Regions from separate parts of the Mus musculus genome. Here regions 2, 3, 4, 5, 6 and 7 are each linked to region 1. A link is a contact called in public HiChIP or PLAC-seq and promoter capture Hi-C data. All regions are on one chromosome and are shown on one strand. The core of a region is the stretch at or near the end of the contact, and the rest is flanking DNA. Distances in the headings are between cores, read along the strand shown. Region 1 holds the start of Kcnk13 (potassium channel, subfamily K, member 13). Region 2 has its middle 13 kb from the start of Gm40554. Region 3 overlaps Dglucy (D-glutamate cyclase). Region 4 overlaps Foxn3 (forkhead box N3). Region 5 overlaps Foxn3 (forkhead box N3). Region 6 overlaps Foxn3 (forkhead box N3). Region 7 holds the start of 3300002A11Rik (RIKEN cDNA 3300002A11 gene).

Region 1 (3,398 bases), core at 375-2,874:
ATAATGCACAAAGTATATCAATCATTACAGACTGGAAAACTGGTCTTTAACAAAACTGAAAACTTTGTCAGGAAACTTTTTTAAAACAAGTAGGTATTCCAGAGAAGAAGAAAAATAATGGTAATAATAGTTGCAAAATACACACCTAAGAAAGGACTGGTAGTCTAGATTATATAAAACACTGCCCTTCAATAACAGGGACCATTGTGTGTGTGTGTGTGTGTGTGTGTGTGTGTGTGTGTGTGTGTGTGTGCATGTTGTATGTGTGTGCACATGTGTGCATGTGGAAACCAGAGGGGCTCTCACTGAACCGAGAGTTCACTGACTTGGCTACGGAACTGTGGCTAGCCAGCTCCACTTGGCCCTACCTGCTCAGGAGGAGTAGGATGTCAAAAGTCCACAGCTATGCTCATCCTTCTGTATGTGTGTTGGGGAGCTGAACTCTGGTCCTCACACTGTGATGAGCACATTACTGACTTGGCCATCTCCCCAGCTCCAAAACCAAGCTTTTAAGTGGGCAAAATAGTCCAACCATTTACAAAAGTCCAATATACAAGGTGTCCAGAGAACACAAAACCCCAAGGAGATAAGTTTATGTGCCTGTATACAGAAGGCTTAAAAATAAAATGGCTGGCTCTGTCAACAGTCTATAGGATGTGGACACTGCATTGTTGTGGGTTAGAAAAAGCTAGTTTGAAATGATGTCAGTCGGTACACTTCAGGAACACACTTTACACAAGACACATAACTGGTTCTTATGAATACAGAGACCTGAATAAACAAAACCAAGTTCTATAAAGGAGAAATATTCCATGGTGGAAAAAGAAATCAGAATAGTGGCTACCTCTGCAGGAATGTGGGTGGGGATTTACTGGGAAGATATTTGTGGGAGCTTTAATCCTTTGGTGGCTTTTAGATGATAAGGGAGGGAGGCCACCATTGTTTGGCTCCCAAAGTTATCAGGACTCACCTAATGGTACAATGACATGTCATTGCATGCAAATTTTACCACAAAAGCAAAAATCCGAGGATAGAGCTCTTAATAATGGCCAATACTGGCTGGAGATGGGGTGAAAGTGTGTGGGTGTCTACAACCATTCAAAGTGCATCCTGAGTGGGTTGGTGACTAGAAAGGAATGGGTAAATATAAGCAAGCCTGGTAAACTGTCACTTGTAGAATCTAGGTGGTGGTGTGTTGTGTCATTGTAAACGTCATTCGATTTTGATGTACTTGAGATGTTTCTTAAACTAGTAAAGGTAATTGGGTTACTCACCCTGGGTGTGAACTCAATACCCTCTAAAGTTCTTCCTCCCCAGGAGACACAATGCAAGATAAACGGTCTGTTAGTTACTCTCACCAAAATCATTTGCATCTATTCAACAGAACTGCAAGCTTTTCTAGTTCTGTTTCTGGCTAGTATCGTGGGTGGGTCTCCTGGGACCACTCTCTCTCTCTCTAAAGGCGGAGAAATTCTGTTTAGACCGTGGGTGGCTATGAATCCATTCCTTCACACAGCTATATTCGATCCCCTGTGGCTAAACTGCTGGGAACCAGGTGTGTCTGGAGGGCACGCAGCGCCCTCTTCTGGCCTGAGAGGAACCCACGCAGACCATCGAGGCTCTCGACCTATCTGTTAAGCAACCACTCCAGGGATCTGCACTCCCTGGTAGAAGCATCGCTGTTTAGAGGTCCAGGCGAGCGCCAGCGGAGGAGACCTGAGCAGGAGACTGGCCCTGAGGCCAAGGGGCGGGTACCGGGTGGAGTCGCCTCGGTTGGCAGCTGCAGAGCTCCACCTGTTGCAGTTTTTGAGCACTCCACAGAGAAGGCAGCTCTGGGCACGGACTTCTGCTCTCAGCCCCACTGGGCAGGGCAAGGCCACTTGAGAAGGGAAGCCAGGAACCATCCTGAACCTGTTCCACAGAGCAGGTGCGTTTGGGAAGGTGAGACGCGAAGGCGACGGCGGCTCCAGAGCTCATGGCAAGTTGGGGGTCTCTGGGTGGGCGCCCCAGCGGTTCACAAAAGAACCTTGTTGCCGGCTTACATGTTGTAGCTTGGAGTTCTCAGCTCAGCGCCACTGACTGCGCAAGAACTACAGAGCCGAGGCGATCAAAACCGGGTGAAAGAGATGGAACTCTTCTGGCCGCTGTCCTTGGCCGGTTCTCCGGGAGATGGGCTGGCAGGGCCGGCACGTGTGGACAGAGAACGCCCGGTGCAGGCCCTAGAGGCCAAGGGCGATCTGGTATGGGGGAAGTCAAGGAAGGCTCCCTGGGAGGATGCTTCTAACTTCCTTCACTGTTCCAACCTCCCCCTCTGTTCTCCTCCCCACAGCGGTCCGCCCTCGTGCTGCCGTGGAGCCTGTGTGCCCAGCAGAGATCCGAGCCGGCTGATCTGCCTCTTCGCACTGTCCCTGCGTCCGTGCGTCTGCCCCAAACCCGTTCCGACCTCTGAGCCCTGGTTATTCTGGTGGATAGAGGCTCTCGGCAGAACATTGTCACTAATACGCAACACAGATCCACCTGGAGAGGCACCGAAGACAGAGAACAGCCCGTATCCCAGCCATCACAGCTTGGAAAGCAATGCTCCGAGGAACCCGGACCTTGATGTGAAGCTTACCCGCCGATTCTCTCTGGACCCACGACCTTTTTTTTCTTCAAGAGGAGTTCAAGTTCTAGGGAGTTTGCCTTGAAGGCACGCCACGCCCCCTCCCCAATCTGAGCCGAATTAGGAGCTCGGGTGAACCCGGGTCGCCCGCACCCTCGCACCAAGTCGAAGCAGATTCTGTGTCCCGACCCTCTGGTCTTCAGCCTTAAGGAGAACTCCAGAGAGGACAGGGAGGCGGCGACGACAAAGCGGATTCGAAACCACGAGTCCAGGCGGACGTGGGGAGCTGGCTACACAGGAACCACCGAGGAGGCGGCGGCGGCCGGGAGATCCACGCCGCCTTGGGGAACGCGCGGCGGGCATGGGCGAGCCCGCACGCAGAGCAGGCTAAGGTCGGCAGAGCACATCCTCCCCGGGGCGTGGGCACAAGTCCGCGGGCAGCAACCCTCGCGGAGCTGTCCTCCAGTGCCATGGCTGGCCGCGGTTGCGGCTGCAGCCCCGGCCACCTGAACGAGGACAACGCGCGCTTCCTGCTGCTCGCTGGGCTCATCCTGCTCTACCTGCTGGGCGGCGCCGCAGTCTTCTCCGCGCTGGAGCTAGCGCAGGAGTTGCAGGCCAAGCAGCGCTGGGAAGAGCGCCTGGCCAACTTCAGCCGGGGCCACAACCTGAGCCGTGAAGAGCTGCGAGGTTTCCTCCGCCACTACGAGGAAGCCACCAGGGCGGGCATCCGCATGGACAGCGTGCGCCCTCGCTGGGACTTCACGGGCGCCTTCTACTTCGTGGGTACAGTGGTTTC
Region 2 (3,398 bases), core at 464-2,963, 950 kb before region 1:
ATTGACAAGGTCTCTAAATTAGGCAACTAACTAGAAAATGAGGTCTGAAAGCCAGGTTTAGTAGCAGCCGGGATTCTGCCCCAAGGACATATCTGTGGCCAGGGCTTGGGTCTGGAGTCATTTTCCATACAAGGAATCTGCATGATAACTAGGAGGGAAAAGATCAAGTAGAGGGGTTAAAATATATCTAGGGGATTGAAACATTTGAGGGTTAACTAAACAAATATTTACATGGTAATTTTCATATGCCAAGCCCTGTAAGTGCTCACTCCATAAAGAATGAATCTTTCAACCTTTACAGCAAACCTGAGAATTACTATCATCGTCTTTTTAGTGTGAGCCTGTATGCATGTGTGCTTACACGTGAGCGTTGTGTGTGTATGTGATGTATGCATATGAATGTGTGGGTGTGTTCATGTGGAGGCCAGAGCAGAATGGAGGATGTTTTCCTATATTGTTCTTCACCTTATCTTGGTCTCTTAAGCTCACCGACTCAGACTGGTGGGCCAGCCAGTTCTGGAGTTCCACGGGTCTTCCTGTCTCCAGCACTGAGACACTAAGATTACATGCCCGCATCACCAGGCCCGGCTCTTTATGGAGGTGCTGGCATCTGAACCCAGGTACTCCTGCTTGCATTGCAAGGACCTTACTGACCAAGCCATCTCCCCATCCCCCACAGGGCACATTTGTTCATCCATTTATCCCTAATGTTTACGTACCCGACAAAGGTAAGGCCTCACTCTAGATGATTCATAGAGCATCTTATGTGCTGTCTGTTTTGATTCAAATCTCACATGGTCCTCCAGGGTACTTGTGGGCAGCTGTTCCTGTGTCAATTAACTTAAGATAAAGCCCCAAACACACGCCCAACACACACACAAACACACAAGCAAGCACACATATGCACACATGTATGTATGCACACACACGCTTAAAATCATAAGAGGAAGATAACAAAAATAATGATTTTTGCCTAACCTTGTTTATTATGGGAAAACTTTAAAGGTTTCCTTTAAACACAGTGGGGCCCAAATACAGCTGTTTGTAAGCCAAAGTTGATATTGTCTGTTCCTGCCTTAGCCTCTTAGCTTGACATGGAGAAGCAAACTGACTTACCAGAGAAGCTTGGCCAGGGTAGGGCTAGGGAGGGAGAGATGGGAATGGGAATAGGGCTAGAGATGTCTTTGCCATTTCACCAACATCTCAATCCTTGGATACAGGGGTGTGGCTTCATCTGGACGCTTAGAGGGCAGGGGTCATAGCTATTTGCCTTATTTCATCTTTGGCAGAAACATTCTTTGGTTTTGACTCATGGCAAGGCCCATTTTCATACAATCCCACCATGGCGGATGGTCTCAGAAAGGACACCATCTCTAGACTGACCCTTTTGGTTCAGAAGCCCAAAGCAATCACTTTGAAAGGGCCATCTTTGATGTACAAAGGCTGCGAAATTTAGGCCAATGCCGAACATTCCAAATGCCTCAGAAGCAGATAGATCGTCCTATGCCGGCCAAAGGAAGCCTAGGACAATGCAAAAATCCAAGGGAAGGGACATCGTAGTGCAGTCAGGGATCAAAGGCTTGAGTGAAGTCCGAGCCTCTTCAGAGCCGCCTTGGCCCTCCGCCCACGGTTTCAGCCCTGCACGGTTCTTTTTTGTCATGGAAATGAAGTTCCTTGAAAGCAGCAGATGAATTAATGAGCTGAAGATCCCAGGTTCCAAGTGGCATCTGTTCTTTAGCTCTGGGACCATCACCCCCTCTATGAGATCGCTGGGGCTGCTCTACAGCTTTCATTAGACTTCTAATTTAACACTCAGAGACGGACAGTGGGGGGAGTTCGTAATGGGCACGATGTGTGGCTCTCCTCAAGCAAACAAAAGTAACGCCAGGTCAGGCAGGAGAGGCGCGGCTGCTACCGAGAGATTTAAATAAAAAGCAGGGGCTGGGGCGGGGAGGGGAGGGCAGGGGGTGGGAGATACTTTGAGAAAGGGCACTTTATTTTTAGAAAAGAAAAGGAATTAGGAGATAATGGTTGCCACAGCAACAGAGCACTGCCTATATTCCATAGGCCCGGCTTTAACAGAACGGATTCCCTGGGGACTTTCGGAGAAAATATAGATGGAAATAAAAAGGCTGTCCAGGAACAATGTCGCACATTAGTCCAGCTGCCGTTTCACTGCCATTTTCCAAGCTCTTGCACCAAGGCCCTGCCTTCATTTAAAAACCCATCTCCGCATTTGGCGGGAAAAAAAAAAAAAGCTAAATGAGAATTTTATTTTGGCTTCCTTCCGCCATTCCTAATTGCGCTTTAAAAATTGAACATAGTCAATAAACAGTCACTTCATAATAATAATAATAATAATAATAATAATAATAATAAATAATAATAATATTAAGCAGAGAGGAACCTGGGGATTCTCTGTTGGAGAAGGGAGAGATGCTGAAGGTGACATTGACAGGATTTTGAATTGACCTAGAGGGACCCATGAACTGGTCGTTAATGGCTGGAGAATAGAATAGTCAAATTTTTGTGTTCTCTTGGAAGTTTAACTCTGATGGCTTTTTTCCCCCCCTTCTCTTTCTCGTGTGCATTTGTGTATGTGATGAGTGTGTTCATATGTGGGCATGTGTAGAGGCTTGGGGTGGACATGAGGCTGTCTTCTTCAATCACATCTCCTTATTGGTTTGATTGTTTGTTTACTTAAAGCAGTGTCTTTCACAGAATCCAGAGCTCAGCTCTTTGGCTAGACGAGCTGGCCCAGAAAACCTTCAGCTGTGCCTACCTCTGTCCTCTAGTACTGGCACTGCAAAGATGTGCCTCTGTGCCGTGCTTTTACAAGGGTGCTTGGGATCCAAGCTCAGGTCTTCGCACATGCACTGTGTACTGGCTAGTTTTGTGTCAACTTGACACACCTGGAGTTCTCACAGAGAAAGGAGCTTCAGTTGAGGAAATGCCTCCATGAGATCCAACTGTAAGGCATTTTCTCAATTAGTGATCAAGGGGGAAAGGCCCCTTCTGGGTGGGACCATCTCTGGGCTGGTAGTCTTGTGTTCTATAAGAGAGCAGGCTGAGCAAGACTGGTAAACAAGCCAATAAGGAACATCCCTCCATGGCCTCTGCATCAGCTCCTGCTTCCTGACCTGCTTGAGTTCCAGTCCTGACTTCCTTGGTGATGAACAGCAGTATGGAAGTGTAAGACAAATAAACCCTTTCCTCCCCAACTTGCTTCTTGGTCATGATGTTCGTGCAGGAATAGAAACCCTGACTAAGACACACAGCATCCACTTCACCCACTGAGCCATCTCACCAGCCCCATAAATGTTTTATTTTTTGAAGACTCAGATATTTTATTATAGTAATCGGAAGCAAACACCCCACATGTTAAGATGATTCTACAG
Region 3 (3,398 bases), core at 420-2,919, 870 kb after region 1:
GGAAAGGAGGAATAACCCAGCAATGATTTGGGGTGAACAGGGTTGAGGCTCGTACCACATAAGGCTTTCAGCCTCATGGGAGAGGACACCAAAGTTTCTCTGGGTCCAACAGCATCTCCCTGTTGCAGAAAGTCCACCATTGTTTTATTCTTGTGGGTCTGACTGGTCTCACATTGAGGTTCAGGAAATGGGATGGGGTGGGACCCACAGGTTATGCTATGCACACATTGATTCAGTGGTTCTGGTTTGGTCATGCTTCAGGAACACCAGCAAAGCCCCGACTTGAAAACCAAGCGCTCCCCAGTGTAGAGAGCTCTAGACGTGTCAGTATCAGAGAGTCCCTCCTCTGCCTTTTTCTCCTCCTCCTCCTCCTCCTTCTTTTAAAGATTTATTTATTTAATGTATATGAGTACACTGTAGCTGTCTTCAGATACACCAGAAGAGGACGTCAGCTCACATTGCAGATGGTTGTGAGCCACCATGTGGTTGCTGGGAATTGAACTCAGAATCTTTGGAAGAGCAGTCAGTGCTCTTAACCACTCTCCAGCCCCTCTCTGACCTTCTAATAAACACAGTATTGGCCGAGTGGGCACGGTGGTACACCCTGTGGAGGCAGAGGCAGATGAATCTCCATGAGTTTGGAGTCAGCCCAGTCTACAGAGCAAGTTCCAGAATAGCCAGGGCTGTTACATAAAGAAACCCTGTCTCTAAAAACAAAAACAAAAACAAAAAAAGCGCCTCAGGGGCCTGTGAGCACTTCTTTGTGTCCCTAGGACCATCTGTCCACAGTTGCAGAAATACAAGTTTGGCACCTGCACAGGCATCCTGACCTCACTGGAAGAGCACTCAGAACAACTAAAAGAAATGGTGACCTTCATCATAGACTGCAGCTTCTCCATAGAAGAGGCCTTGGAGCAGGCAGGGATCCCCAGAAGAGACCTAACAGGTCCCAGCCATGCAGGAGCATACAAGGTAAGGCCATGCCCCTGGGCAAAACAGCTTGAAAATGTGGATGGACTCTGTAGTTTCCGATGGTGGAGAGAATGTTGGTTCAGGGATCAGAAGCCCTAAGGTCAGCCCTAGCTCAGTCGCCCTCCCAGGTAAAACCATTACCCTCTGAGTCAGTCTCTCTCCCACCTGCCTCTGATATGGCTGTGCAATGTCAATCAAAGTCATTTGGACATTTGGAGAGAGAGAGAGGGCATGTATATATGAATGTATGTTCAGGCTAAAGGTCAACTAGTACTCTTCGGGAGCAGAACACATTGTTTTCTGCTAAGTTACACTTATTTGGGGAAGGGGTGATTTTGGTAGTGCAATGTTTGTGTGGAGATTGGATGGCAACTTATGGAAATCAGTTCTCTCCTTCTGCCTCTGCCTCGTGGGGCTTGGGAATCAAATTCAAGTCACCAGGCACGGCAGCAAGTGCCTTTATCTGATGAGTCTTTTCACTGGCCCCACCGTGGAGTTGGAGACAAGACCTCTTACTGGGATTCACTGATTAAGGGTAGGCTCTCTGCCAGAGAGCCCTGGGGATGCTCTTGTCTCTATCTCCCAGTGCTAGAATTACAAGCACAGGGTGTCACCATGGCCAGTTTTGATGTGAGCACAGAGTGTTAACGGCAGAAGGGTGGCCTCTCCTGGGACACGCCTGCTGTTAGGGACTGTCCCTGTGGCCGAGTTGATGCACTTCTCTTCCTGCTGAAACCAGTCACGTGGGGAAGAGTGGCGCCCTTCCTCCTCTGCCTCCTTCCCAGATGCTGTTGGGACAAGTCTGAGCACTCTGGCTGATCAGCAGTCTCCAGGCCTCCCTGTGCACAAGACCAGCCTCCAGACTTCCCTGCTCACAGTGGCTGGACTTTTTTCATCTTGAGCGCTGTTTGTCACAGTGTCCCTCCCCACTTTGACTCCTGCCAAAGAGGCTTGGACTGCGTCAGGTCCCTGCAGTTCTGTAGTAACCTTCGAGGCACAAAAGATTGGGTTGATGAGATTGGCTATACAGAGAAACCCTGTCTCGAAAAAACCAAAAAAAAAAAAAAAAAAAAAAAAAAGCTTTGTACAGAGGCACAGACGTCCATATATGTTCACCAAAGCCTGTCAATTATCCATGACACGTCACTGCCCCCTCTCCCCACAGCTGCCATACAGTTTTGTCTGTAACAACTCACCCCACTGCCCTTAGGCCCTGAGAGAGATGGCTCTTACAGCCACCTTGAATTTGACTGATGGCCTGGATAGATGGCCCATCCTAAACAGAGGTGTCTCAGTCCCCAGGAGCCCTGCCTGGCTTTGTGAGTGGCCTACATGTGCCTTTGCTCTGTCCCAGGTGCTGTCATACAGACACTGGGCTGGCAGCACAGCAGAGCCTCATCTTACAGTTGCCAGGGTGGTAACAGCCAGTTAAGTGGCAGCCAAGGTCGTCCCAGGGGATCCTGATCCTGGCTGCGTTCTAAGCCTGTCGTAAGCCCCACTGCAGGGGGAGAAGTATACCACCAGTGAAAGTCACCCAGGTCGCCCTGTGCAGAATCTTGGAAGGGAAGACCGGGGCATCCAGGGACAGGCTCATCCTGTGGGATCTAGAAGTAAATCAGGCAGCCGATGTTCCTGGCGCTGTTTGCTTGCTTTTGCCTGATTCTGTCAGAACTTCGCAGCTTCTTGAGGTCCATGGAGAAAGAACATTTAGAGACCCATGAGACTGGGCGAGGAAATTGTTTTTTGGTTTTTTGGGGTGTTTTGTTTTGTTTTGATTTTGAGACAGGGTTTCTCTGTAGCCCTGGCTGTCCTGGAACTCACTCTGTAGACCAGGCTGGCCTTGAACTCAGAAATCTGCCTGCCTCTGTCTCCCAAGTGCTGGGATTAAAGTCGTGAGCCACCATGCCCGCCACTGGGTGGGAAAATTGTGTGTGTGTGTGTGTGTGTGTGTGTGTGTGTGTGTGTGTTATAAACCTCGGCTGAAAGTTAGCATTTCCTTTGGTTCTGACTGTTGGCCACAAAGGGCTGTTGGATCAATATGTCCTGGAATGCTGAGGATGATAAAGTATCTCACAAATAGCATAACACAGTACAGTTCTTGAGAGTTTCAAAACACCCTGTATACTGATACTCCAGTAACAGATCTGCCATTCTGTCCTCCTAGCTGTTAGTGGGAAAGTATAATATTCTTTCTGGGGCTCTGGTAACTACATCTGGACATCAGAAATAGTAGTGGTTTCCTTTGGAACATTTGATTCTCTTCTCTTCCCGTCACCTTTTTGCTGCCCCGTCTGTGTGTTTGTTTTAAGGCAGTCTCTCACTGTGTTACCAGAATCACCTTAAAACTTTCCTTGCAGTCAAGGCTCAAACTCCCCATCTCCTTAGCCTCCCAGGTGCTGGGACAACAGGCAACACACCATCCTGAA
Region 4 (3,398 bases), core at 463-2,962, 730 kb before region 1:
GGCTTGGCTGGCTTGGCTGGTTTGCCTTGATCCTGGTGACTGACTGGAGTTGGATCTCTAGGACTCACCTACTGGGGGAGAAGTAACTCCAAGTTTCTTCTGACCTCCACTTGGGCCTTGTACACACAGGTAAAGAAATTCTTTTTAAGATGTTAATTTATTTGATTCGTTTTAAAAATAGCAATACTTTCTATTATATAGTGTCTCATAAAACCAACGGACACCACTGTACATCAAACATTGTATTAGAGCCCAAACTGGGAGCAATCTCAGAGATTAAACTTCTGAGGACGCTCAATGCTTACTTCCACCAGGTCATCTGGGACACACTCACTAAGGTGGCAGAAGAGAGCTCACTCAGTCCTTCACAGCAGGCAGCTGTAGAGCCTGTCCTCCCCCCTCCCCTCAGGAGCTGGACCCTCCCCCCCCCTCTATTTCTCATTAGCATCTATGAAGAGCCAAACAGAGGCAGCTCCTGTGTGAAGAAGGGGCAAACCTGAATGTGGAGGCCAAGAGGATAGGGAAGGAGGGACCTGGGTCAGGAGTTCAGTCCATAAAGGGCTTACTGGGAGCTGCTTGAGGTGTGTATTTCTGGGAAGGATCTGGAAGTTTTATGGGACTCTATGAGAGGCGCGGATACAGAAAGGAGCTGGATTGAGACCCGTTGGGCAGAGGCCTCCCTCTGGAGCGTCAGTACAAGAGAACGGCATATCCTCCTCCTTGGTGACAGAAAACAGGGTCCCAAGGTCTCGGGTGCTTGTGAAACTTTCACATGCACTAACGTGCAGTGTGGTTTTTGACTAAGAGTTTGTAACTACCCAACACAACCCTAACACGTTTGTTATTGAGAAACAGAGATGGTTCTGGACTGGAGAGAACGCTCAGTCAGCAGAGTGCTTGCCAAAGAAGCAGGACCTGAGGTTAGGAATCTAGAGCCCAGGCAGAAGGCTGGGCGTGGGGGCATGTATGACCCTATCTGTGGTGAGAGGCAGGTAGAGCCCTAAGGCCGGTCCAGCCAAAACAGTTCAGTGAGAAACTGTCAAAACAAGCAAACAAAAAAGGTGGAAAGACACCAGGGGAAGCTGGCATGGGCCTCTGGGTTCCACATGTATGTGCACACATGAGCAGCTACAGGCACACGCGCTCGCACCTATGCCAGCAAGTGTATGCAGCACACGCATACACGCATACACACACACACATGGTACTGTTATTACCATATTGTACATGTTGTTACCATGTGTTGAGCTTTTTCCAGGGATCCCTGAAGATTTAAAACAAAACGAAACGAAACCAAAAAAAAACCTAAGTCCCTTAGGGGCAGCATGCAAACAAAACTATGGAGAACACATCTCAAGAAGTTAGGAAACTGTTAAAGATGAAGAAATACATCAGCGTATATTCTCTGCGATGATATCTTCCTGATTATCCAACAACAGGTCCCGGCAGGTTACCCAGCCTAAATGGCCTCTATTGCCTTATCTGCTAAATGAGAAAATTTCCTTATCTGCAGCCAGGGGTTGGTTGTGTGAATCTCCAAAGTAGATGCACTATCTTCTAGGTTACAGCCTCTAGCCTATCTTAGAAAGGACAAGGTTTGGTACCTATAAGTTTGCTGGAGACAGGCCCCTGCCTCCTCTACCCAATACAGGATCCCTCCTGGCCAGGCTGGGAGGACTGCCCTTTCTGGGCCTTCTGCTTTGACTAATCTCTTCATGTCTCTCTGCTCTGCTGCCCAGACAACTCCACAGCAAACAAGAGCCCGGGCTTCCACCAGCCAGCTCCAAGCTGGGAACCTGCCTAGTTTGTGAGCTTTGGGGCAGAAGGAGAATGCAGACAGCAGCTTTAGTGAGAGTCTTCTCTCAGTTACGGCTGTGAAGGTGGGGATTGTTAAGGGGTTCTCTGGCAGGCCCTTCACCCTGACCCACCCACCCAGGTCTCCCTTGCACTGTACTTGCCTGGGGAGGTGGGTGGATCTGACAGGAGGCAACCATATTTTCTGTACTTTGCCCCCTTCTCAGCCTGGTGGGAACTAAATCAGGTGAATGAACACCTTCTAGCAACATAGGGTATTTTCTTAAAAGAAGAAATACAGGCTACAGCCAGCTCCTCAGGAGCCATACGGCTCCATTCTCTGATGTGTACCACAGGGCCAGAGTTCTGAATGAATTCCTGGGTAAAGAAGCCAAGTCCCTTGAAGAGAGGAGAATTAAGAGAAATAGCCTGGACAAATACTGTATGTCTTCCTTCACATGCAGAACATAGGTTTTATATACACATGCATCCACACTCACTCTATAAATAGATAAGGAGGGACTTGGGGACAGAAAGGGACTGGCAGGACAGGGAGGCGGGGAACTGGAAAGGATAAGAAAGGGCAAATGTGGCCACTGTTCACGATAGACTGGAATGAAAACATCTTCATGGACTTGCTTGCCTAGCATGTACAAAGTCCTGCGTTCCATCCCTAGCACAATACAAGCCAGAAGCAGGGGGATCAGGAGTTCAAGGTCATCCCTGGCTATGTAGGGGGGGGGGGGGTTCCAAGTCAGCCTAGGCTACCTTAGACTAGAAACAAATAAACAAAAAAATGAGTCAGCGGGCCTTTATGAAACCAATCACTTTTGTAGTAAACAGAGTCAACAGAAGTTGCCAGGACATGTTGGCAAAAAGTGGGCAGACCTGTGGGAGCTTATTTTGCAAGGCGTCTAAATCAGATAAAAATCGGATTGGCTGCCTCATTACGCAATTAAACCCTAGTCAGCAACGGGCAGGGTCTTCTGTCTTTCAAAATCCAAACGAGTTACCCAAGCTTTCATTAAGTACAGTTCAGAGACTCTATTGGGGGAAGGCATCCAATTTTTCTTGTCTGAGTTAAGACTTTTAAAAAGGTGGAAAAAATGCTGCTGTGTGAATCTGAGAGCTAGTCTTCATAAAATAACCACAGTTCCTTGTCCTCTTCCAAATACCTTTTTGCGTCGCTTTTCAGAGTTAGATTTTGGGGGTGGGAGGCAGGGCAGAAAGCCAGAGTGCTGTCCCAGTGAGCAGCCCAATGGTACCATTTCATGTCTGATTGCTGACTTCCCAAAGCAGAGCCATTTGCACTGTTGTATCAAAGGCTTCCACTACATAAAATGTCATTTCTATATTAATTTTATGCCCTTGAGGCAGAACATATACGACTAGGACTGAGTGTTACCCACTGGAAGAAAGGAGGAAGCTTTAGCTAGGTTTAGGATTCAGGGGAAAGCAGGACAGGGCACAAGGGTATCCAGGTACTCTGGACTTCAGATGGAATTTTGGTTTTTCTTTGCACTCATGAGAAGGTAAAAGGGGGTGAAGAAAAAGGAGACAGAGACAAACAGACAGACAGATGGATGGGTAATGACCTGTGCATG
Region 5 (3,398 bases), core at 573-3,072, 710 kb before region 1:
CGTGCCTGGAGCTCCACAGATGGTCAGGTAAGGACTAGCCTGACTCCTGGGATTCCTGCTCCTGGCCTGGGGCTCCTTCCACTTCCACAGTGTGTGTGTGCACGCGTGTGTGTACGGGGAGAGTGATTTTCTTTCCTCTGTGTCTCAGTTAATACCAAGGGACACTCTCAGAAGAACTGCTGCGATCTCCATGGCCCGTGATTTGGTTTACTAACCGTTGACTCTGATAAGATCCAACTTTCCATTAGCACCATCCCCACTGCGGGCATTGGTGCACTGAGTGACAAGCCAAGGACGGCTGAATTCCCCACAGGGATACAACAGCACTGTTCCTTGATGGCCAATGGCTCGGGGACAAACCTGTGGCCCATAGGCCACCTCCAACCTCAGCTCAAAATAGCTATGAATGTAGCCCAGCACAAAATTATAACCTCACTTAAAACACTGAGGGTTTTAAAAACTCTGGTTTTTTTGGTTTTTGTTTTTTAACTCAAATGCATGGTTCTCAAACACAAACCTCTGGGATGACATTGTGGTCCAGAGACACCAAACGATTGGACAGTCTGGCCCAGTACAATCATTCAGATTGGTTTTGTGTGGGTGTGTCTATAGAGCAGAGCTTTGAGTTCAAATACCACTTGGCCTGTGGACTGAACTCAACACCTGTCTCACTCAGGCCGACCCTGAACAGCTCATCCTCTTAGCTGTGGTAATCCCTTATCTACTGCTGAAGGGCAGTATGGAGAAATATTGTCCAGGGACAGTACGTGAGGGACGAGCCTCTGCAGGGGAAACAGGCTGCCATGGTCAGCTTCGGGGCAAGGGGTTAGGATCTACCATGGCATGCTGAAGGGCACTGACAGGCCTTGGATCTGACTGGACAAGTGGCCCAGCTTCTGATCTCTGGCTGTGTGAAGTCAGCTGATTACATATTTATTTGTTTATACACAAAGTGGAGACATCTGTGCCTCTGGTTCTGGAGAAGACCAGAGAGTTTGCTCTACTTGGAGACCGTAACTCAAGACATCCGAGGCTCCTTTCACCTGACTGAACAAAGGACAGTTGACTATCATTGAAGGCGGGACAAGAAGCTGTCACCTCTCCCAAACAAGAACACTCAACCCAGGCTATCAGCTATTCACCACGAGCCTGTTTCCCCTGCAGAGGCTCGTCCCTCACGTACTGTCCCTGGACAATATTTCTCCATACTGCCCTTCAGCAGTAGATAAGGGATTACCACAGAGCACCCCCTGTGTATGACAGGGCAGAAAACAAGGACACCCAGAAAGCCCAGGTGCTGGCATAACTCCCACTCTCGCCAGTGCGCTGACTTCTGGCTACATGCCGATTTCTGGAAACCACCTTCATTCAACAAGCCGCTGTGTTTCTCCTTCAACTACTTGCAACCAAGAAAACCCTTGATTTCTCCCCCCCACCCCACCTCCACCCCCAGTTTATTAAGCATTTGGAAACAACTTGCAGAGGGCACTTTCCATTTAAGGAATTCTGGGAGAGGTGGAGGGGGGGGGGGAGCCAAAATTGCAGCAATACCTTTATTTTGCTTGATTGCATTACTCAAATAGGAAGAGCTGTGGATGATAATAATAATAATGAAGATGGCATTAAAGTAAAATATTTGACACTCACAAGATTAAAAGCTGAATACAGTAATCTCATAATCATGGCAGAATGTTCAGCACTTAATCAACAATTACTCTGGGAAAATGCCCGAATCTTGATGCTTAAGCATCAGGCAAAGGCGAAGGCGAAAGGCAGGAAATCAGTGTCGGGCAGGAGGATGGGGAGCCAATCTAAATATTGCATGTGCTATGATAAGAGAGCCCTGCATTTTCCTATCACAGCTCTGTGTAAAAATAACAACCCAGCGACACACACTCCAAACCAAAACACTCCAGTCACACAGCTATTTCTAAAAACCACTTCACTTAATAGTGACAGAGCCCATTAATCAGGGTCTCTTGGGGGGAAAAGACTATCAGTTTTATTAAGGTATAATTTATACTTCATGCAAGAGTTTCCTCAAGCCTGGTGGAAGATAGAAAATGTAACAGCGCAGGCGGGAAGCCAGGATCTAATAGTACTCTTAAGGACCAACTCAGAAAGGATCAGAGACAAACTACACATACACACCCCCAGGAGGGTGGGCACTCCCCAAAGCCTGCCAAGTGGTATTACTATGAAGCCTGCATATGCCTTATCTAGAACACTGAATTAAAATTTTCTCACGAGCCAGTTGAGATACCTCATGACCGAGAGGAAGCTAAGTCCAGAGTCTTAAGAAACAGTCACTCATTTGTACCAGGCTACCATCTCTTTTGGCTAAGTTGAGTTTTTACAACTCAAGTTTTATTTTATAATGTTATTTGTAAGGAGCTAATCCTTCATTCAGAAGGCATCCAATAAGAGCAACAGAAAGATCAGCCTTGGATTTTTAATGTTCTCCCTTTAAGGCGGGCTGGGAGGAGGGCAGCATCTTTAAAGCCAGCCGGGGTTTTGATACGCCTGCTATTTGTATCTGTCAAGCTCTGTTGTATTATTTCGCAAGAGCACACTGTAAACGCCACAGCAGCAGTCGGGGAGTGCAGGACGCTTTCAATGATGCTGCCCTTTATTTCTGGAGAAGGCTTATTTTCCCTCTTCTGTGGGTGAACGCTGCAAATCTCACATCAGGAAACACAACCGAAGGAGCAAATGACAGTGTCAGCTACAACAACAGTGCTTCCAAAAAAGATTATCCCAGCATTGCTATTTTCTGTGACCTGTGGAGGTGAGCAAACACCATGGATGGGTGTGGCCTCTGAGGGATGCAGCTAACACATCACATCCACCTGAGGAACCTTAGGAGCTTTCCCCCAGGAAGCGCCAGTTCCCACAAGGACTCCTCTCAACTCCATCTAACGGGAGAGCAGAAACAGTACGGATATCAGCCTTGGCTACACAGGAGAACCTCTCAGCACTGCAACAACTGGGCTGCCTGGAGGAAACAGTTAAGATGAACTAACACACCCAGAACCTAATCCACAGTCAACTAGAAAGGTCAACACAGTCATTAATCTAAGCAGTCGTAATCTTCGCTATCTAGAGCCCCCTTTCATATAAAGCAGAGGCAATGCCAGTCTGAGCAGCCAAGCCTCCCATTCCTCCAAACCATTGTCTCCATATGACTGGGGACTGGATGCAGGCCTGTGGGGCCAGTGCTCGAACCTTAGCGAAATCACGTCTCTTCAAGGAACCAAGTATTTTCTTAGACGTAAATCAAGAATGTTGGCACTGGTCTTTCATGTTGTTTTCACATGTGACATTATAATATAACTGTAACTCCAGGCAAGTCCTTCAGATATCTCTCCCCTGTCTAACTCACACCTCAAAGTGTCATC
Region 6 (3,398 bases), core at 428-2,927, 680 kb before region 1:
TAGCTGGCTCTCGCTTCCCAATGCTCGACCTCCCTGTTTACTGAAACAGACCTTTGTCGGGTCTGGTTTTATTCTGCATAATCCAGCACACTAAGTCAAAGAACAAGCCCTACAGATCACAGGCAACTCCAGTGAGACCCAGGGGAACCTTCTTTGTGTTTGTTCCATTTCTGTGGGACCACAGTCATTCAAGCATGGCAAGAACTGCATGGGATGCTCTTGGGAGGAGAGCCTGAGTCTTTCCCAGCCTCAATACACCAGAGATTGAAAGTGACCTTAAATGCCCTAAAGGCATCTCTATAGTCAACTGGGGGAGAATGTTTGTTGTTGTTGCTTGAGGGTGAAGGTATACGAAGCTGCAGGAGTCTGCACAGATGTTACCGTGAACATAACGAATGCTGTGCCTTTTAATTCTCACCAAGTTCATCAAGTTGGGACTCTTGCTTTTTGGACTGGGCAGGAAGCAGAGGCCTGCACCAGTCAGATGAGCTGCTTGAGGGCACATGGTTGGGGCGGCAGGGGCATGTCATCCCAGGGTTCCATTACCCACATCTGGAGAGCCTGCAACTTTCTTCTACAGGCTGCAAGGACCACTGAGAGTAACGATCTCTTTAAGGCCATTCCACTTAAGAACCTGGGCTACACACATGTGCACACAAATGTAGGCACACATCCCATTGTGTGCGTGATGGCACAGATATGAAAACCCTAAGGCCTGCCGCTTGGCAAGGGCTTAGGAAGGAAACCCACAGGGAGCAGAAAGAATGGATATAAACTTGGCTTCGGAAGCTTAGAGGGGGTAATTTTAAGTCCACTTCTGAAACCATCATTTGAACAGCTTGCTCAGAACACATCCTAAAAGCTTCATTATCCTTAAGTCTTTTGGTAATTTTACAAAAATATTTCTAGACCTCCACCCCAGCAGTTCCACAGAGCTTCAAGGGGAATGGCTTTTCCTTTCCAATTGTACTTAAAGCCAGGGCTCTTTGATAAGACACATGTTACTTATGGCAACAGGATCCAAAGCTGTTTCATCTCTACACTTCATAGTCTTGTTACGGGTATAATTTAATAGATTTCAGAAACATTCCTAAACGCTATGCAATCTAAAAGAAAACATTCCTATTGATGTATTTAGTCTAAAGTTACATCCATAAAAATGAACATCAAGTAAGATCAGTGCTCAGCAGTAGGGTTATTCTTTGTACTAACCTTCCAGTGGCTAATTCTAGGACTTTCTATTCTCCATCCAATCTTTAGCAATCATAAAGTGTATGTTGGGGGACTGGCTCCATAGGTAAAGCAATTCTCTGTGTAAGTGTGAGGACCTGAATTCAAACCCCAGGAGCTCAGTGCAGGCCCCTTACTGGAGCAGAAAAGCAGAGGCAGGAGGATGCCTGGCAGCTCCCAGGTCAGCTAGCCTGAAGTACTTAGGTGAAAAGACCCTGTCTCAAAAAAGGCAGACACATGTACGAAGACTGGAGGATGTCCTCTGCCCTCAACACTTGGACCACAGCACGGGCATACCTACAAGTATGTGCGGTGTGTGTACACACATAGACACACAAAGACACACACAGACAAAAGACAGACAGACACACAGACATACACACACAGAGGGGAAGTGGGGGAAACAGATGCCTTGCCTCTTGAGGAAGTCTCTGGTAAATGTTTTCAATTTCCTGTCCTCAGCCTTGCTGGCCATAACGTCTTACTCAGCAGTCTGCTCACAGGGCTGCTTTCTCAGAGGGCAATATGAGACTTCCATGAAGACAGTTATTAGAGACAGGGGTCTGGAGATTAGCTAAAGTTAGGGTCAAGCAGGGAAATGCAGACTATGGAACTGAAGGGGCCTTCGACTGTACAGCAGGCTACTGGCATGGGAAGTTTAGACAGCTGGGCTCACAGGTGTGGGGGGTGCGGCTCAGCTCTTGCCTGGCACACTCAAAGCCTTCAGTCTCCATCATATACCAACTGAACATGCTAACACAAGCCTGCAATCCCAGTACTTGAAAGGTAAATGGACATTGCAAGTCTTAGGTATACTACATACCTAAGACCCTTCATTCCAAAATAAATAAATAACCGGACCAGCAAAGATCAAAATGAACTAGCGGCCTCTTTGAAAGTCGTACTTCCTTGTTATTTTTTAATGAGCATAAAAGCATGTTCCAAAGCACACAGAGAAAGATTAGAGGAGCCCAGGAGCACCCCTCCAACTTCACCTCTGTAAACAGACCGGCACGCTGACAATTACTGAAGCTCCAGAAAAAGCTTTCCTCACTGCAGGACAAAAAGACAAACAATGCGGAGGAAGACTCAGAGTCTACCCCGGGCCAAGGAGAACAGAAGGCAGTGGGCATCTGAGGGCAAATGTGGAGAGGGGCTGCCCCCTCCCTGTAAGTGCTAAGGTTTTTTAGTGGGCACGCCTGGGGGCAGTAAGCAGATTTATGCAAGAGGTGAACGCCCTCCTTTGCACAGTGGACAAAAGAGTCAGCTTGCGGAAGGGATGAAAGATGCCAGAAAGCCCAGGGCGAGCTGCCACTTGTGAAAGGGACAGGCGGGCGGGGGAGGGTCTCAGAAAACCCAACAAAACCAGAGATGCGGGCCCTTGGAGTCAAGAACTCAGTGCCAAAGAGTGGTCCCTGAATCCTGCTAGGATCAGCAAAGAGATGCTGGCTGGGCTGACGTTCAGAGTGGAAACTGACAAGAATGCTCCTGGGAAGATTTTGTGGTGTTTCTCCATGAGTGTGTGGAAGAGCGAACCCTTTGGAGATAGACGAGATGAACAGGTGAATGCTGGTCCTGAGGAGTAGATTCACAGGAAAGGGCGTTGCCAAAAAATGAACACAGTGAGCCCCTCAGGGACGGTAGTGGTGGCGTGACAGTTAAGCACTGATTGCTCTTGCGGGTCACCTGGGTTTGGTTCCTGGCACCCAAATGGCTGCTCACAACCATTTGTAACTCCAGTTCCAGGGCACACCCTCTCCTGACGTCTGTGGGCTCTGCACCCATGTGGTACACAGATATACATGCAGGCAAAACAACCATACACCTAAGATTATAATAATAATAATAACAACAACAACGCTTTTTTTTTTGTTTCCTGTCTCACCATGTGACCTCTTCTCTGCGTGTTCCTATCACTGTAATGCCAGGGTCATGAGGCCCTTGTCGGAGGAAGAATTACAAGGGCTGGCTCTCTGTGCCTTACACTTTCAGACTGTGAACAACCTCGTTTCTTTACAATTTATCCTACTTCAGCTATTTTGCTATAGTAATGGAACTCACACTATTACAAGGGTTAAGCCACTTGCTTAGGAAGCCAAGATTTCTTTCTAGGTTGTCTGAATCTGTAATACATGACGAACTGAGAGAGCTTTCGGGAACGATCATGT
Region 7 (3,398 bases), core at 499-2,998, 620 kb before region 1:
AGCACCTTGATATGGAAGGAGCTGGTTAACTGCAAGGGACAGAACTGGATCTGAAGTGGTCATCTGGAAATCATTTACTGTAAAAGCCCTAGTTCATCTGCATTTTCATGCCCGTGCTAAGACTCTAGAGAAGTCATTAGGTTACAGCCAGCTCACAATACCTCTGGCCTGTGTGTATTCTACTTGCTACCCCCAGAGTTCTATTATAATCCTTCAAATTATTAAATAATTGCAGTGTTTCCCTGGGGGTCACATTTGGCAACAAGGCACTGGCCTAAATGAACCAATGACACGACCCAGTGAATAACACTTACATTTTTAACTTGCTAGAAGCAAACGGGTGTGACATACTTCTAAGGGAGAAACTAGAGAAACTAGTGGGGTGGGCTTGGAAACTGAATATCGACAGTATTGCAATAATTAGTGCCAGGCTCCCCACCAACCCCATAAAAAAGCAACTCTCTAACCCCAATCCCAGCTTCTATTTCAGGAATGGCTACCATCACAAGAAGAGAGGCAGGCATATGGCTCTCCCCTTCTGGACATTCCTACAATGTAGGCTAGGCTGCTCTGGAAAATCCCATCTCTTCCTCCTACAGCTATATGACCTCGAGTTGTCATTTCAAATAAAGTATGCTTCCACTGATTTTTATGAACACAGACAAAAGCAGCTACAACCTTCCTTCCCCCAGCCCCCCAAAAATACCCTTGCGAACCAACTGTAGTTGCTATGTAGGGTTATTTGTTTCTAAGGCAACAGCTTATGTCTAAGTACTAATGGCCTGTCCTTTTGCCAGGCAACAAACAGCCTTGTGATGCAAGTGCACCTGTCTCAGCTACGCGTTACTATGGAGACACTCCAGTTACTATGGCTACCATCACGCTAATCGCCTAGCAAAGGCAGACATACAGCAGTCTTCTCATAGAGCCCAGCTGCTTCTCCCGTCTCTTGCCGGAGACTGATTGTCTAGGGTCTGTGATGGAACGCACAAGAACTTCATTAATGCCACGTTGGAAGGCTCACTCTGTGTGCCCTCCTGCAGAATAAACATCAGAACAGAAAAATCTGCAAGTGGACTGTAAAATTCCCCAGCCTTCTGACACCGGGCCATTCCCAATTAACATAAATGTCTACTCCACTGGCAGTTTCTCTTAACCAGTTAACAAAGGAAATGCTGCTACATGCCTTCTAGAACTTCTTGGTAGGGGACTGGAAAGATGGTTTAGTGATCTAAGAGCACCGGCTGCTCCTCCAGAGGATCCAGGTTCAATTCCTAGCACTGACACAGTGGCTCAAATCGCCTGTAATTCCAGTTCCAGGGGATGCAATGCCCTCTTCTGGCCTCCACAGTCACCAAGCATTCAAATGCTACACAGACATAAATGAAAGTGAAACAGCTGTACACTTAAATAAAGTAATTTTCAAACTTTCTTAGTGGGCCTGATGACAAGCACCGTGAAGAGCTAAGACTCCATCCACAGGTTGAAATCCGGCTCTTTGTTCTGTAAGGCCCTTTCTTCTAACTTAGCACTGACATGCTTTTTAAACTGTGACAATCTACCTAACACCCCTCCCATTGTATATTTGTAAAAATGCACTCATGACCTCAGTCTCATGACAGCCAGACACGTGAGGAGGGAAAGTGGCCATGGTTCTCAAGACAAACACTTAGTAACCACAACAAACCCATCACTCAGGAGCCTGTCGACATGGAAACCGGATGACAACAACCGAGCCTGCCTTCTTTCCACATCTCTAGAGGCAGGCCATGGGAAGGTGGAATCACCTGTGTGCCTCACCGCTCTTATTCCAACAAAGCGTGACCCGCAGAGATAGAAAAGCTGTCCACTTTCCTCTGTAACCGATTCTACCCAGGAAGACGCTATTTACCTACCAGGAGCCCTTCCGGAGCCACACCCGCTCAGTCGGAGCTACAGAAGCGGTAAGCTTCCCAGGAAATGCATAGCCAATGGATGTGCCTCCTCATCAGACTTAATTCTTTTTCCCATTAGTCTGTAGTTATTTTTAAAACATTCATACGGCCTACTAAATTAGTTTTAGAGACTGTCTCTGCTAAAATAACAAAATTCCAGGAGACTTTAAGAAAACAAAAACCCCCGATAGTGCGAGTCACTTACCTTTGATAAGCCTGAGGAGTAGGAGGTGGGTGGTAAGGTGTCTTTTTCAGAGCCTGAATTAGATTTTGTCTATACTCTGGGTCGATGCACCACAATGACCCTTTCCCAATACTCTGCAAAGAAAAATTAAAATGAAAACATATTAATACAGTACAGAGAATTTTGTGGTAGGCAAATACAGGGCTATATTGTAGTTATTCTCCAAAGTTTCCTGTTCATTTGCTAATGATTTCTCAGGCTGACAACAGGACACCATTAAATGCTCTCTGCTCCTCTTTGCCCCGAGTAGATGAGGTCAGATGAACATGTAGCTACCAGATTATGTTGATGCAATAACATGACTGTCAAATCTGAACTACCCCCAACCCAAAATCCCTTATTTCTCAGTATGAATCTGGAGGAATATTCAGACTCGTCCAGAAGTCTCTAACTTGGCTGACGTTCATGGGCGCTGAGAAGACCTTTCGAAGCTCCATCTCTGCTCTAAAAACCCCAGCTGTTTTAAACCACATTATCTTGGCACGATCTTACAAAAATGGAAACGTAATCCACTCATTGTTTTTGGTATCCCGTCCCCCTTGCTCACAAAAGAACATTTATGCTTGGAATGGAATTTATAATTACCTTCCCCTCAGAAACAAAAGACCTGGCAACAATAGCAAACCTAAGCCAGAATTCAAAGTATTTTTTATTTTTATGGGGGGGGGGTGTCCTTCAGTTCACAGCAATCTGCTCTTGTCTCTAGGAATCTTTAGAAGAGGTCACACTTTAAAAGTGTAAATTGGCTAAAACTGTTCCCTGGGGGGAAGGGGGCAGCTTTCCCTGAAGGCCACTTTTGGGCTGGCTGGAGGCAATTGGTCTGAGATCAGCTTTAACAGTGGGTGGGGGTGGGGAACAGCTGCTCTCGCCTGCCCTGCTTTCAACTGGGTCAGTGTACCCAAACCATTTGAGAAGGTCAACAGTAAATATTTACGGATTTGGAACGAAAAGAAGCTAAATGACCTAGTCCCACCCCACCCATGCTTCCTTTGTAATTTCCCTCACTCTCCTCTACAAAGCCTGGTGGTGTCTTCCAACATTGAGAAAAGCAAACATGAAAACCTTTAAACTAACACAGAGAGGCAGCAAATTACAAGGAGATCACATGGAAGGACCACTAAATCTAAGCCATTCCAAAAAAAAAAAATCTTTGAAGAATTTTCCTAGTCTGCATTTCAGTTATCACGTCACCAAGTAGTGTTCTTACAAGCCTTGTGTGT

What was found. Promoter capture Hi-C pulls out the DNA fragments that hold promoters and counts their contacts. HiChIP or PLAC-seq counts read pairs in DNA pulled down with a chosen protein or histone mark.
Region 2: an H3K4me3 HiChIP or PLAC-seq map of embryonic forebrain shows a contact between it and region 1, with 3 times the contacts expected there. The contact joins the enhancer-like site here to the promoter of Kcnk13 in region 1. A contact is called at or near these places in 10 of 39 promoter capture datasets (the C10 cell line, cranial neural crest, embryonic stem cells and 5 more), 2 of 115 datasets of contacts at active chromatin or transcription factors (embryonic forebrain and embryonic stem cells) and 2 of 9 other capture datasets (adipose tissue and embryonic stem cells).
Region 3: a contact with region 1 is called in a promoter capture Hi-C map of pre-B cells, with 5 times the contacts expected there. The contact joins the enhancer-like site here to the promoter of Kcnk13 in region 1. A contact is called at or near these places in 3 of 39 promoter capture datasets (hippocampal neurons, pre-B cells and stem cell-derived epiblast-like cells), 3 of 484 Hi-C or Micro-C datasets (embryonic stem cells and pro-B cells) and 1 of 9 other capture datasets (embryonic stem cells).
Region 4: a contact with region 1 is called in a promoter capture Hi-C map of liver, with 3 times the contacts expected there. The contact joins the enhancer-like site here to the promoter of Kcnk13 in region 1. A contact is called at or near these places in 5 of 39 promoter capture datasets (hematopoietic stem and progenitor cells, hippocampal neurons, liver and 2 more), 1 of 484 Hi-C or Micro-C datasets (neural progenitor cells) and 3 of 115 datasets of contacts at active chromatin or transcription factors (astrocytes, microglia and stem cell-derived neural progenitor cells).
Region 5: a promoter capture Hi-C map of liver shows a contact between it and region 1, with 2.7 times the contacts expected there. The contact joins the enhancer-like site here to the promoter of Kcnk13 in region 1. A contact is called at or near these places in 7 of 39 promoter capture datasets (the C10 cell line, cranial neural crest, embryonic stem cells and 4 more), 1 of 115 datasets of contacts at active chromatin or transcription factors (astrocytes) and 3 of 9 other capture datasets (adipose tissue, embryonic stem cells and liver).
Region 6: a contact with region 1 is called in a promoter capture Hi-C map of pre-B cells, with 3 times the contacts expected there. The contact joins the enhancer-like site here to the promoter of Kcnk13 in region 1. A contact is called at or near these places in 7 of 39 promoter capture datasets (the C10 cell line, hematopoietic stem and progenitor cells, hippocampal neurons and 3 more), 3 of 115 datasets of contacts at active chromatin or transcription factors (astrocytes, large pre-B cells and stem cell-derived neural progenitor cells) and 1 of 9 other capture datasets (embryonic stem cells).
Region 7: an H3K27ac HiChIP or PLAC-seq map of embryonic stem cells shows a contact between it and region 1, with 4 times the contacts expected there. The contact joins the promoter of 3300002A11Rik here to the promoter of Kcnk13 in region 1. A contact is called at or near these places in 14 of 39 promoter capture datasets (the C10 cell line, cranial neural crest, embryonic stem cells and 8 more), 1 of 15 datasets of contacts at CTCF or cohesin (large pre-B cells), 2 of 484 Hi-C or Micro-C datasets (Th1 cells and cerebellum), 5 of 115 datasets of contacts at active chromatin or transcription factors (astrocytes, embryonic fibroblasts, embryonic stem cells and 1 more) and 1 of 9 other capture datasets (adipose tissue).

Annotation. Positions count from the first base shown.
Region 1 is chr12:99,962,875-99,966,272 of GRCm38.p6, forward strand. Kcnk13 (potassium channel, subfamily K, member 13) reads left to right here and starts at 1,625. Exons shown (of 3, transcript NM_146037.2): 1 at 1,625-1,927; 2 at 2,330-3,398. The coding sequence starts at 3,073.
Region 2 is chr12:99,009,673-99,013,070 of GRCm38.p6, forward strand. No RefSeq gene overlaps it. Among named protein-coding and RNA genes, the nearest start is that of Gm40554, 13 kb to the right of the region's middle. Within about 2 kb of position 1,714, at least 46 of the 459 cell types and tissues checked have an H3K27ac peak or open chromatin away from gene starts, as enhancers often do. A contact at or near this core is called in embryonic forebrain and hippocampal neurons, where this site is marked.
Region 3 is chr12:100,837,727-100,841,124 of GRCm38.p6, forward strand. It overlaps Dglucy (D-glutamate cyclase), which reads left to right. Exons shown (of 13, transcript NM_145448.5): 4 at 774-972. Among named protein-coding and RNA genes, the nearest start is that of Gm36572, 54 kb to the right of the region's middle. Within about 2 kb of position 1,670, at least 77 of the 459 cell types and tissues checked have an H3K27ac peak or open chromatin away from gene starts, as enhancers often do. A contact at or near this core is called in pre-B cells and pro-B cells, where this site is marked.
Region 4 is chr12:99,231,824-99,235,221 of GRCm38.p6, forward strand. All of the region lies in intron 4 of Foxn3 (forkhead box N3), which reads right to left. Among named protein-coding and RNA genes, the nearest start is that of 4930474N09Rik, 71 kb to the left of the region's middle. Within about 2 kb of position 1,713, at least 37 of the 459 cell types and tissues checked have an H3K27ac peak or open chromatin away from gene starts, as enhancers often do. A contact at or near this core is called in astrocytes, hematopoietic stem and progenitor cells and liver, where this site is marked.
Region 5 is chr12:99,255,944-99,259,341 of GRCm38.p6, forward strand. The region is part of intron 4 of Foxn3 (forkhead box N3); the gene reads right to left. Among named protein-coding and RNA genes, the nearest start is that of Gm46371, 73 kb to the right of the region's middle. Within about 2 kb of position 1,823, at least 16 of the 459 cell types and tissues checked have an H3K27ac peak or open chromatin away from gene starts, as enhancers often do. A contact at or near this core is called in liver, where this site is marked.
Region 6 is chr12:99,282,949-99,286,346 of GRCm38.p6, forward strand. All of the region lies in intron 4 of Foxn3 (forkhead box N3), which reads right to left. Among named protein-coding and RNA genes, the nearest start is that of Gm46371, 46 kb to the right of the region's middle. Within about 2 kb of position 1,678, at least 66 of the 459 cell types and tissues checked have an H3K27ac peak or open chromatin away from gene starts, as enhancers often do. A contact at or near this core is called in hematopoietic stem and progenitor cells, pre-B cells and stem cell-derived neural progenitor cells, where this site is marked.
Region 7 is chr12:99,339,283-99,342,680 of GRCm38.p6, forward strand. 3300002A11Rik (RIKEN cDNA 3300002A11 gene) reads left to right here and starts at 1,749. Exons shown (of 3, transcript NR_166805.1): 1 at 1,749-1,943. It overlaps Foxn3 (forkhead box N3), which reads right to left. Exons shown (of 6, transcript NM_183186.2): 3 at 2,140-2,252. RefSeq lists an enhancer at 1-1,989.